Regions from separate parts of the Rattus norvegicus genome. Here region 2 is linked to region 1. The links are chromatin contacts, called in public Hi-C maps. All regions are on one chromosome and are shown on one strand. Each heading gives the region's core, a stretch centred on a gene start, on an enhancer-like site or on the middle of the called end of the contact. The rest is flanking DNA. Distances are from core to core; before and after follow the strand shown.

Region 1 (5,160 bases), core at 1,545-4,044:
TTATGGACTGAGAGCGTTCTGTCCTGTGGCCTGTGTAAGCTAAGTATGCAAGCTTTACAGCCCCTGCCTTAAGGACCAGGCAATGGGAGCACGATCAGCTGCTCCAGGTCTGGCCTCCCCAGCAGAGAAGCCAACCTCAACTGAAACAGCGGGGGTTTCTCTGCCCGGGCCCTGAGCCTCCCAGTGAGGAATAACACTTGAGTGGCTTACTTACTGCCTTAAACATGACTTTATACGATCTGACTTGCTGTGCTTTGGAGTAATACAGTGGACATAAATCTGATGCTTTTATGAGCTGTCAAACAGGGTCCTCGTATTGGTAGAATGTGAATACCAGCACACACTTCTACCCTTGTCCCCATGGGCCAAACCACACAGCACCATGAAGACACACTTACCATATCCAGAGCCCACAGGTCCATGGACCCCATGGTGTGAGTGAAGGCCTAAAGTACTCTAATGAGTACTGGACTGTAAGGGTTTCAAACTCTTGTGAGTGACAGATGTTACTTAATGTCTCATGCTGCCAGAAGTTCATTCTACACAAAGGCCATTTCTGTGATAAAGGCAAAGGGCCTTCCTCCCTTCACACCTCTGGCTTCTGCTCCCCTCACCGTCATGGGAACATTTCATGTGTTTACAGACTTACAACCCCCTCCACTCGTTTTCCTCACTTTTAGCTCTCAGAACCTACAGGGACTCCAGCAGCTGTCGCCCAAATGGATGTCGAGCCCAAGGTGTTTCCAAATCTGGGTCAGACTTCGGACCAAGGCAAAGGTCTGTGGCTACTGTAGCCAGTGACCAAACCTAGAAGGACCAAAGAAAAAGATGCTCAGGGGTTGGGGATTTAGCTCAGCGATAGAGCACTTGCCTAGCAAGCGCAAGGCCCTGGGTTCGGTCCCCAGCTCCGAAAAAAAGAAAAAAAAAAAAAAAAAGATGCTCAAATTCAAACCACTGAAGAAATGAACAGAAACTGCAAAGGGGGCCCATCTGTCTACCCTCTTCTTACAGCCTGAAACCTCACCACAAGGGTGGAAGCTGGGGCTGGCAGAATTCTAGACCCCACTCAGATTTACTGCAGCACAGATGATGTGTTAACAGGGCCCTCAGCGACTGAGGATACTGTAAAACTGAGGAACACTAACCTTAAAACTTTCACTAAAAGCCAAATGTGGAGGGTGCAACCCCAGCACTTGGCAGGCTGAGATGGCCAAGACTTGGAGGGGAGACTACACAGTGAGTTTTACCCTAGCCTGCACTACACGGCAAACCCCATCTCCTCAAACTAAAATAAGTAAGGAAAACCTTCCATTAAGCAAGCTTCAGAGATAAACAGTATCACAACTCAAGGGGCCAGCTCTTCGGCACTCTTGGCCTCTTCTGATGCTTCATTGGTGAACTGGATTGGCAGAGAGCAGAGCAGTCCACAACCCACTGAGGACCTGGTCTTTGTGCAATGGCTAGAGAACACTGTCACCTCCATTACGAAAGTTTTAGGGCCCTCTTGAAGCTAAAGAACAGGCCAAGAACTAAACAACCTTGGCTTTGTTTATGTTGACATGAAGTCTGATAGTCACCCAGGCCTCAAACCTTATGGGGCTTAGAATCACCACACTAATGTCCATTAAATGTCTATTAAGCCCAAGGCCTTCACTACCCATCAGAAAGAGCCCCAACCCCTTGAGACCCTTCAGAAAATTGAATATTACTTTTGGAAAATCTCTTCTGTTTTGTTTGGCTCAGGAAAAGCAATACAGTCATTGGAATACACCACTCTAAACCCAAAAGGAAGAAGACACGAACTTTGAATCAAGTCTATAATTTGAGATGAGCAAGTAAATACAAATGCCAGAAGGCAAACATTAGATGTGTAAAATACTAGCGTGACGGCAACATGCTGAAAGCGACGTACAAGTCTCTCTCCAAGGAGAGACAGCAGGACAGATGTTCTGCCGTGGCTGACGATTGAGTTGTGTTAGTGTCTCCCTCCATAATGCACATTTCCTAAAGGGTTTCCACAGAAGGGCGCCCTTGCATTTGTTTCTCTGGTAAATGTGAGGGACACAAAACAGGAAGCATATCTTTATCAAAGGCAGGAAGAAAAACAATAAAATTCTTGGAGCACTCATTGTCGCTCGGGTAATTTCTGTCTTTAAACATCAAGTTATGAACAACAATCGCTGAACAGCTGTGGAAATATACAATACAGAAAGCAGGCATTTCCAGTGATCAGACGGCTAGAAGTCACAAAGTTTACTTCTTTTATTATCTAATGAAGTCAGAAGTATTGCACTGTTTATTTTATAGCAGGGACTCTGAGGCTCAGAAAGCCTGAGCAGCTTGCTGGGGATCACACACAGAAAAAGTGCTAGGGCCCAGAAGTCAAGCAGGGGGTGCCTGAAGACAAGAGTCTCCCCATCACTGAGACTGGTCTAGCTTTCTATACCAATTCTGTCAGAAAAGCACTGGGGGAGAGGGGGAGGAGCTAGGGAGAGGGAAAAGAAAAAGGAAGCAGGGGAGTGGAGAGAAGGAAGAAGAGAGAGAGAGAGAGAGAGAGAGAGAGAGAGAGAGAGAGAGAGCGAGCGCGCAGAGAGGTGCAGAAGAGAATAAGGAAGAGGGAGAGAACTCCCTACTGAGAGAATGTTCTGTTCTTTGGGGCTATGGAGCAGCCTTCACTGATCTCACCAACCCCATGGAGGAAATTCTTCTGGTTCTCACACTATAAACTCCCTCAAAGGCTGAGGGCCTGAGATAACTTGCCTGGGGTGTTTTCTAGGACTCTGAGCTGGCCTTGGCCTCCACTGTAAATTCCACGCTGTTCCTATTAGCTCATTTTGCCTTCTTAGTGTTCAGTCTGGTGGGTGGGGCTGACAGAAATAGATTAAATCCATGAGGGAGTTTTTCTTTAAAGGGTTTCCGGGAGAGATGATGTGATATTCATTACTAGATGAATGGAAATCTTAGGGATGTTTTTAATCAAATGAAAATCAAGAAAAGGCCTTAGTGTTGATTCATTTAGTTATGAGGGAAAGCAGTGAGCTGCTGGGAGACCTGCTAGTCACTTCCAAAGCTCAGTCTAGCAATCAACTAGAGAACAGAGAGAAAGAAAGACAGGAAGCAGTTGGCGGTTGCCCAGGACTGATGGGAAGAACCGACTGAAGGACAATGGTTTCTTCTATGGATGATAAAAAACACTTTGAGCAGTTTCTAATGAGAGCTCTGACAACACTAGATACACTAAGTATCACATTTTAAGTGGGCAGACTCGTGATGTGCAGACTGAGTCTCAATAAAAGAGAACAAGCCATGAGAACCACAGAGATGAAGGAAACTGACATCTTATAAATGTCATATATTATTATTTAAATATTTACTACTATGTTAAAAGCAAGAATGTTTTGCCTTCGGGTATGAATATCATGCACATGCCTGGTGCCAGAGGAGGACGGAAGAGGGGGTTGGATCCCCTGGAACTGGAGTTAGAGATGTGAGACACCACACGAGTGCTGGGAATTGGCCTTCTATCAGAGCAGCCAACGCTCCAGCCACCTTTCCATCTCTCCAACCCCCTGAACTGAACATCTCTACCTTGAAATACATTCTGGTAAACCTTATGAAATATTTTTTTAAAAGTTTCAAAAAGTAATTGAGGTGAAATGACAAAGGTACAGATCCTCAAATTTAGGTGACAATAATCACTGTGGCATTGAAATAGAAAGTTTAAGAAAAAAAAGCCACTTCAGGATCTTCCCACAATTTTAAAAAATTACCCACAGGTGGCAGTGGTGGGGCTTCCCTATAATCCCAGTACTCAAGAGGCAGAGGCAGGCAGATCTGAGCTAGAGGCCAGCCTGGTCTACAGAAGAAGTTCCAGGAGAGAGAGAAAGAGAGAGAGAGAGGAAGAGAGAGAGAGAGAGAGAGAGAGAGAGAGAGAGAGAGAGGGGAAGGAGGAGGAGGAAGAAGAGGGGGAGGAGGAAGAAGAGGAGGAGAGGGGACAGGGGACAGGGGACGAGGGAGGAGAGGGAGGCTGCTGAGTCCTACAGGCTGTCAAAGAAAATAAAAAAGAAACTTCAAATAGGGGGCACACGCTATGAGCATCACTAACTGACAGCTGTCAAGGCCAGAACCTCGCCAACAGGGAATGATAATACCTGGACGAGATCCTTCCTTCCAACAAGCATGGCAGAAGTAGCATTCTTCTGACACGTCTCCTGAGTATCGTTCACATTCAATCTGAAATTAAAACAGAAAAGACTAAGAAGGTTTCTACTCGAATTTCCCAAGAATTCCTCCTGATTTAACAGCCTAGAAAGTGCCTCTTTGGTTGTCACTCACGACACCTCCTCTGACAGGGAGGGAAGGGTTAATTAGATCTGGTGCTATAGGGCTGTGGGTTCCCCCCTGGGGGACCAGAAACACCCACCACTTTCAGGAGGTGGCAATAAGAAAAATACTAATTAGCTACCAGCCTTTCTGTTGAGTTCACAAGGTCTGGGATTTAAATATGTGCAAACCAACTGTGATTTCCATCAGAAAAGTATTGTGCTGGGAGTATTCTGTTATGTGTTCAAGGACCTGGAGGACCTACAGGCCAGCCTCCACTCCCTACTGTCTTTCAATACGAGAAGGATTTAACAATACAAGAAGGGTCTAAGTCCAGGCTTGCTGGACCCTGAGCATCGGAGGAGACCATTTATGGGCCGAGGTCATGCTTTCAGTCAGGTGAGAGCCTGTACCTGACCTGCAGAGACAGTGAGGTAGGAAATGAAGCCACAGTCTGGTAATTTGTGAGTCACCAACAGAAAGCTAACACACCCACCGTGTTTCCCCAAATCATCCAAAGCTTTAAAAAGACCCGCAGGTCCTAAGGGACACGCTCGGTGTCATCTGTGACCTTGGACTTACATGTACAGCTCTCCCAGGGACTTGTGAACAGGAAGGAGGCACGAGACATCCTGGATGATGACCTTCCCAGCGGCCTTAATGGGTCGGTTGCCAGAGTCGGAGCCCTCCCGCTTACTTTTCCACCGCCTTGATTTCTAGGGGAGATGACAAGATGTGACTAATGGGGCCTCCGGAGAGTGGAAACCTACAGTTGCAGAGTACATCATATTTGGGTCATTGGTAATTTGCAGAGACTCTAAATTACATCATGCCCAC
Region 2 (5,160 bases), core at 1,206-3,705, 55 kb after region 1:
GAAGAAATGTCCTAGGTATCAGGAAAGGAAGACATGATATTTATTATGAACCTATGTGTGACACATTATAAGCTATTAAGAGATGAAGTAGCATTATGGGCTCTGGGGCCAGAGACTGTACAAATCCCCGTGGCCACCAGCCACATACAGTAGGCCCTAGACAAGTCTCTCAAGATCAGCCAATGAGGGATCAGCCTCCTCTTTTGGTAGAAAAGAATAATAGCTACTTAGCCTGCAGGGCTCTTTCATCAAGTAGAAAAAGAAAACACAGATACACTGCCTAGCATGAAGCCTGGCACATGGAAGACTCAATACAGAAAAATGATAAAAATATAGCTCAGCTCAGTCAGTGTAGCATGCATGGAGCCTAAGGCACTGCTCAAAACTGTGTGTGGTGGTGCACACCTATGACCTCAGTGCTCAGGAGGAACAGGCAAGAGGACCAAAAGTTCAAGGTCTCCTTAGCTACACGCCAGGCTCAAAGTTAACCTTGGGTACATGGAATCCTGTCTCAAAAGAGTCCTAGTGGGGTTGGGGATTTAGTCCAAGGGGTAGAGCGCTTGCCTAGCAAGCACAAGGCCCTGGGTTCAGTCCCCAGCTCCGGAAAAAAAGAAAAAAAAAAAAAAAAGAGTCCTAGTGCATGCCTCTAACCCCTAGTCTCGGAAGACAGAGGCAGGAGGATCTCTCTGAGTCTGAGGCCTGCCTGGTCTGCATAATGACTTCCAAGAGAGCCAGAGCTACATATGAGACCCTGTCTCAAAAAAGAAAGTGTGGGGTGCGAAGGGATTACTGGCTGGAGAGACGGCCCTCTTCCAGAGCACACAGGCTAGATTTCCAGCATCCACATGGAGGCTAACCACTGTTTGTATCTCTAGATCCAGGAGATTCTGGCCTCAGCAGTCACTAGACATGCAAATGATTTCCATATAAACAGCCAAAACAACCATACACCTAAAATTTTAAATGGATACCTTCAAGACGACCCACAGTGTAAAGTTGCAAGATAATGGCTGTTGACCTAAGCTTAGGTCCCACAGTAGAAGAGTATAGACTCCCCAGTGTTGTCCTCTGATCCCTACGCACCCACACACATCACTCACTATAATGTTTTATTTTAACTTAAAGAAAGGAAAAAATAATTAAACTATTCAGTCAATACAAACTTCTTTTAATTTTTAGTTTTTTTATTTAGTGTGTGTGTGTGTGTGTGTGTGTGTGTGTGTGTGTGAGTGTGTGACCTCCATACAGTATGTGTGGAGGTCAAAGAACAACTTGTGGAAGCTGGCTCTGTCCTTCTGCCACATGGGTCCTGGGGTGGGACTAAAGCTGACAGGCCAATCGGCCAATAACTGAAACGCTTCAAGAGCTCAATGCTAACATTTTAAAAAAGATATCATTTTCATTTTTTTATTGTTCATTTATTTACTGTGCGTACATGTGCCACAGCCTGTGGACGGAGGAAAGAGGATGATGTATGGGAGCTATTCTTCCTGGCTTGCGGGTTCTGGAGATTGAACTCAGGTTGGCAGCCTAGGCAGCAGTGACCTTGCCAGTCACCTTGTGGGCCCCCAATGTTAACAATTTTTGAAGCTTGCCGTGCGACACACGTCTTAATCATGTGACCTCACGCCAGACCTGTAAGTATAATAATCTCCCTTCTACAGGTAAGAAAACTGATGTGTAAAGCGTGACGTCAGGGATGGGCCACAGGGGTGTCCAATCCAAGCAATACATGTATTTTGTCTCCTTTAGCAATCACTTAGTAGGTTGGAACAGATGCTCTGCAAAACAGTATTTCGCAAATTCAACCCACAAATGGTAGGCGAGATTGGTTCAAGTAACTGAGGTTCAGAGAAGTTCTGCAACTTTCCTGAAGTCACCAAGAGCAGTCGACTACCTCAGGGAGTGGACACCTCCCCCAGCTCATTACCTTGTACAAGGGAAGAATCCCTTCAGCATTTACTATCGGTATTTCGGTGTTCCAAGACCATGAGCACTTGTGAAACCCTAAAGGCCATACATGCCTGCCCTAACTGTCCTGATTAGTAATCAAAGCTTCCCTAGGCTATCCTGGCTCTGACAGCTCCGGGTGAGCACCATGTCCATCTCCCCACCTTGAGCAAAGGGATGGATGAAAAGGCGGGGTGGGGGGTCTTGGGGGTGTAAACCACGGAAAGCGCATGCTCAGACGGCTCCATTTACGCACAGCTCACCTGAGAGTCCCGAAACTCCACCACCACGTTCTCGCTGCTCCAGCGCGCTGCCATCTCACAAGCCCGACCGTGGGGTGCCAGTCGGCGACCCTCCACCCCGACCCCAAGACCCGAGACTCCCTAGGTTAGTAAGCCCCACACAGCCAGCTAATAAATCCGGCCACGCCTCGTTCCCTGCCTTTCACTTGACCGCAACGCATTGGCTACTCCGATGATAGATCCCGCCTCTTCTGTTTTCTCCCCCAACCAGGGACCAGACCTGCCTCCAAAAACAGGAACGCCCCTTCATTTCGTCATCAGTACGAGTCACCCGGGCACCCCACTGCTGACACGCCCCCTGCCGTGAGCTCTGCCGGGAATTGTAGTCAAATGTCAGGTCAGCGTCAGTTACCCAGTAAGAGCCTGAGTTTAGAGAGCAGACGCCGCCGGCGGTCCTGTCTTGCTGGTAGTTGGATGGTATCCCCCGTATTCTACTACATACAGCGTATAAACAGGACCGACATCCGTACCAAAGTAAAATAACTTCTTCTGATACCTCTCATCAAGGCTTTGAAAAATTTGAGTTCACAATTCATTGTTTCATGTTGTACAGCCATGCCTCTTACATATCGAAGCTCCGAGGTTCTCCGCAACACTTGGGGAGAGGGGACGGGGGGGGGGGGGGGCAAGTCCCTAAAGGTAAAACAATTTCATAATCATATTAACACGTTACTTTCATTTTCTCTCACCAGTGTGCTGTACAGTTCTCCCGAGGCTGTGTGGTACATAGGGAATGTACTCAGAGAGGTTGTTTAGACTGAATATTAAACGACTTGCCACTCTTTTTGATAACATCGTTTGGTTTTGGAAACTTATTTTTTTCACTGAAGATGTTAATGATACTTACCATTTAACCATATTTTTTTTTATTCATGGCTTTAATTTCTAATACTGTCAATACCTTTATCCACACAAACAGTTTTTGGAGTCTTAGATAATTTTTGAGGATGAAATAAAAAATATCAGGAAGGTTCAGCATAGTAGGTAACAGTTGGCTTCGCTTCAATCCTATCTTTTGAAATCCCGGGTTACCTGGTTTAGCATCACATTCTCTCCTGAAGTAGAAATGTACTGTCTTATTTAGCTGTTGTAAGGCCCGGCACGTTGTAAAGGCTCAAGTATAAACTATTATTGGTATTCCTCTCTGCAAATCGTTGCATGAGCGGAGAGAAGGTATTGGCTCCTTTGCCCCTGAGATGCTTGTTAGAAAGGTCAGACAAACTTGTCTGTAGGATAGGGTGACTGTCATCTCACTGTCACCTGCCTGGAACAGTCCAGGTTTTACCACTATAACCAGCAAAAAAAAAAAAAAAAAAAAAAAAATCTTGCATCCCAGAAAACACCTCGGTACCAAAAAATGGAACAGGACAGCCTGGGCTACACAGAGAAACCATGTCTTGAAAATGAAACAAAACAAACAAAAACTATTGCAGGCTTAGAGGGAGATGGCTTACTGGATAAGAACATTTGCTTTGAAATCACGGGGAGCAGACTCTCAATGTAAAGAGTGAGTGTGTCCCAGTTGGATTCTTTCTGGATTCATTAATTCAATAATTATTTATTATTTCCAAGCTTCAGACGGGTCCCTGGACTGTTTTGTTGAAATCTGCTTGTTACTGCATATACAGGCTGCTCCATGCATGTTTGCCCTGGGTGAATGAGAGCAGCAGATGGTCCCGCAGACCTTTGTAAGTCAGAGGGGTACTCTGTGCAACCGAAAGTAGTAACCTCCAGACGATTCAAGTACTTTTATGTGACTCTGTTTTAAAAGATTTGTTTTGGCTATTTAATTTTTAAGTGTGTGTGTGTGTGTGTGTGTGTGTGTGTGTGTGTGCGCGCGTGTGTGTAGGAAGGAGGGTATGGGTGGGGGTGGGGGTGGGGATGAGGATGTGCAAATGAGTGCAGTTACCCAAGAAGGCCAAAAGAGGACATCAGATACCCAAGGACTGGAGTTACAGGTACTGGTGATCTGCTTGGTATGAATGCTGGGAATTGAACTCAGGTCCTCTGCAAGAGCAGTATTTGATGAGCCATCTCTCCATCCCTGGGTAATCCTGTACATCTAGGAACATAGAATCATCAGTCATTTTCCTGAATGCTTTCTCTCCTATCCTCCTATCGGTTTTTTCTCACAAATTGAAACTCTTTAAAAAGAACAGTAACAGCCAAGTAGTAGTAGTGCAGCCTTTAATCCTAGGGAGACAGAGGTAGGCAGATCTCTGAGTTTGAGGCCAGCCTGGGCTACAAAGTGAAGTTCTAGGACAGCCTGGGCTATACCAAGAAGCCATGCCTTGAAAAACAAAACAAACGAGCAAAACTATTACAGTCCTAGAGGGAGATGGCTTACTGAATAAGAACATTTGCTTTGAAATCACAAAGAGGGGGCTGGAGAGATGGCTCAGCAGTTAAGAGCACCCGACTGCTCTTCCAGAGGTCCTGAGTTCAATTCCCAGCAACCACATGGTGGCTCACAACCATCTGTAATGAGATCTGATGCCCTCTTCTGGTGTATCTGAAGACAGCGACAGTGTACTTATATATAATAAATGAATAAATAAATCTTAAAAAAAAAGAAAGAAAGAAAGAAAGAAAGAAAGAAAGAAAGAAAGAAAGAAAAATCACAAAGAGCAGAATCTCAGGACTTGTGTAATAAATCTAGGCTCCAGTGTGGACCTGTAACTCCAGATCTAGTTTGGTGGAGACGGGACAAGAGGATCACTGTTTTGCTGGTGTTCATTTTAACTGAGAAAACATGAGCTCAAGGTTCAGAAGAGGGAGGGGGAGAGGGAGAGGGAGGGGAAGGGGAAGAGGAAATAGAAGGAGAGGGAGAGGGAAATAAAAAAAGAGGAGAGAGAGGCCATGCCTCAAAACAACAGGATGAGGAAACCTGCTGCCTTATTCTGCTCTC

What was found. A called contact is a pair of places that touch in the nucleus more often than the background predicts.
Region 2: a contact with region 1 is called in a Hi-C map of Schwann cells, with 2.4 times the contacts expected there. The contact joins the promoter of Wdr59 here to the enhancer-like site in region 1. A contact is called at or near these places in 2 of 12 Hi-C or Micro-C datasets (Schwann cells and mammary epithelial cells).

What each region holds. Positions count from the first base shown.
Region 1 is chr19:56,335,652-56,340,811 of GRCr8, forward strand. Wdr59 (WD repeat domain 59) reads right to left here. Exons shown (of 27, transcript XM_063278659.1): 20 at 4,906-5,039; 21 at 4,152-4,233; 22 at 695-807. Among named protein-coding and RNA genes, the nearest start is that of Wdr59, 55 kb to the right of the region's middle. Within about 2 kb of position 2,795, at least 16 of the 93 cell types and tissues checked have an H3K27ac peak or open chromatin away from gene starts, as enhancers often do. A contact at or near this core is called in Schwann cells, where this site is marked.
Region 2 is chr19:56,390,680-56,395,839 of GRCr8, forward strand. Wdr59 (WD repeat domain 59) reads right to left here and starts at 2,456. Exons shown (of 27, transcript XM_063278659.1): 1 at 2,214-2,456. The coding sequence starts at 2,267. LOC120098630 (a long non-coding RNA gene) reads left to right here and starts at 2,207. Exons shown (of 2, transcript XR_005497030.1): 1 at 2,207-2,337; 2 at 2,464-2,754.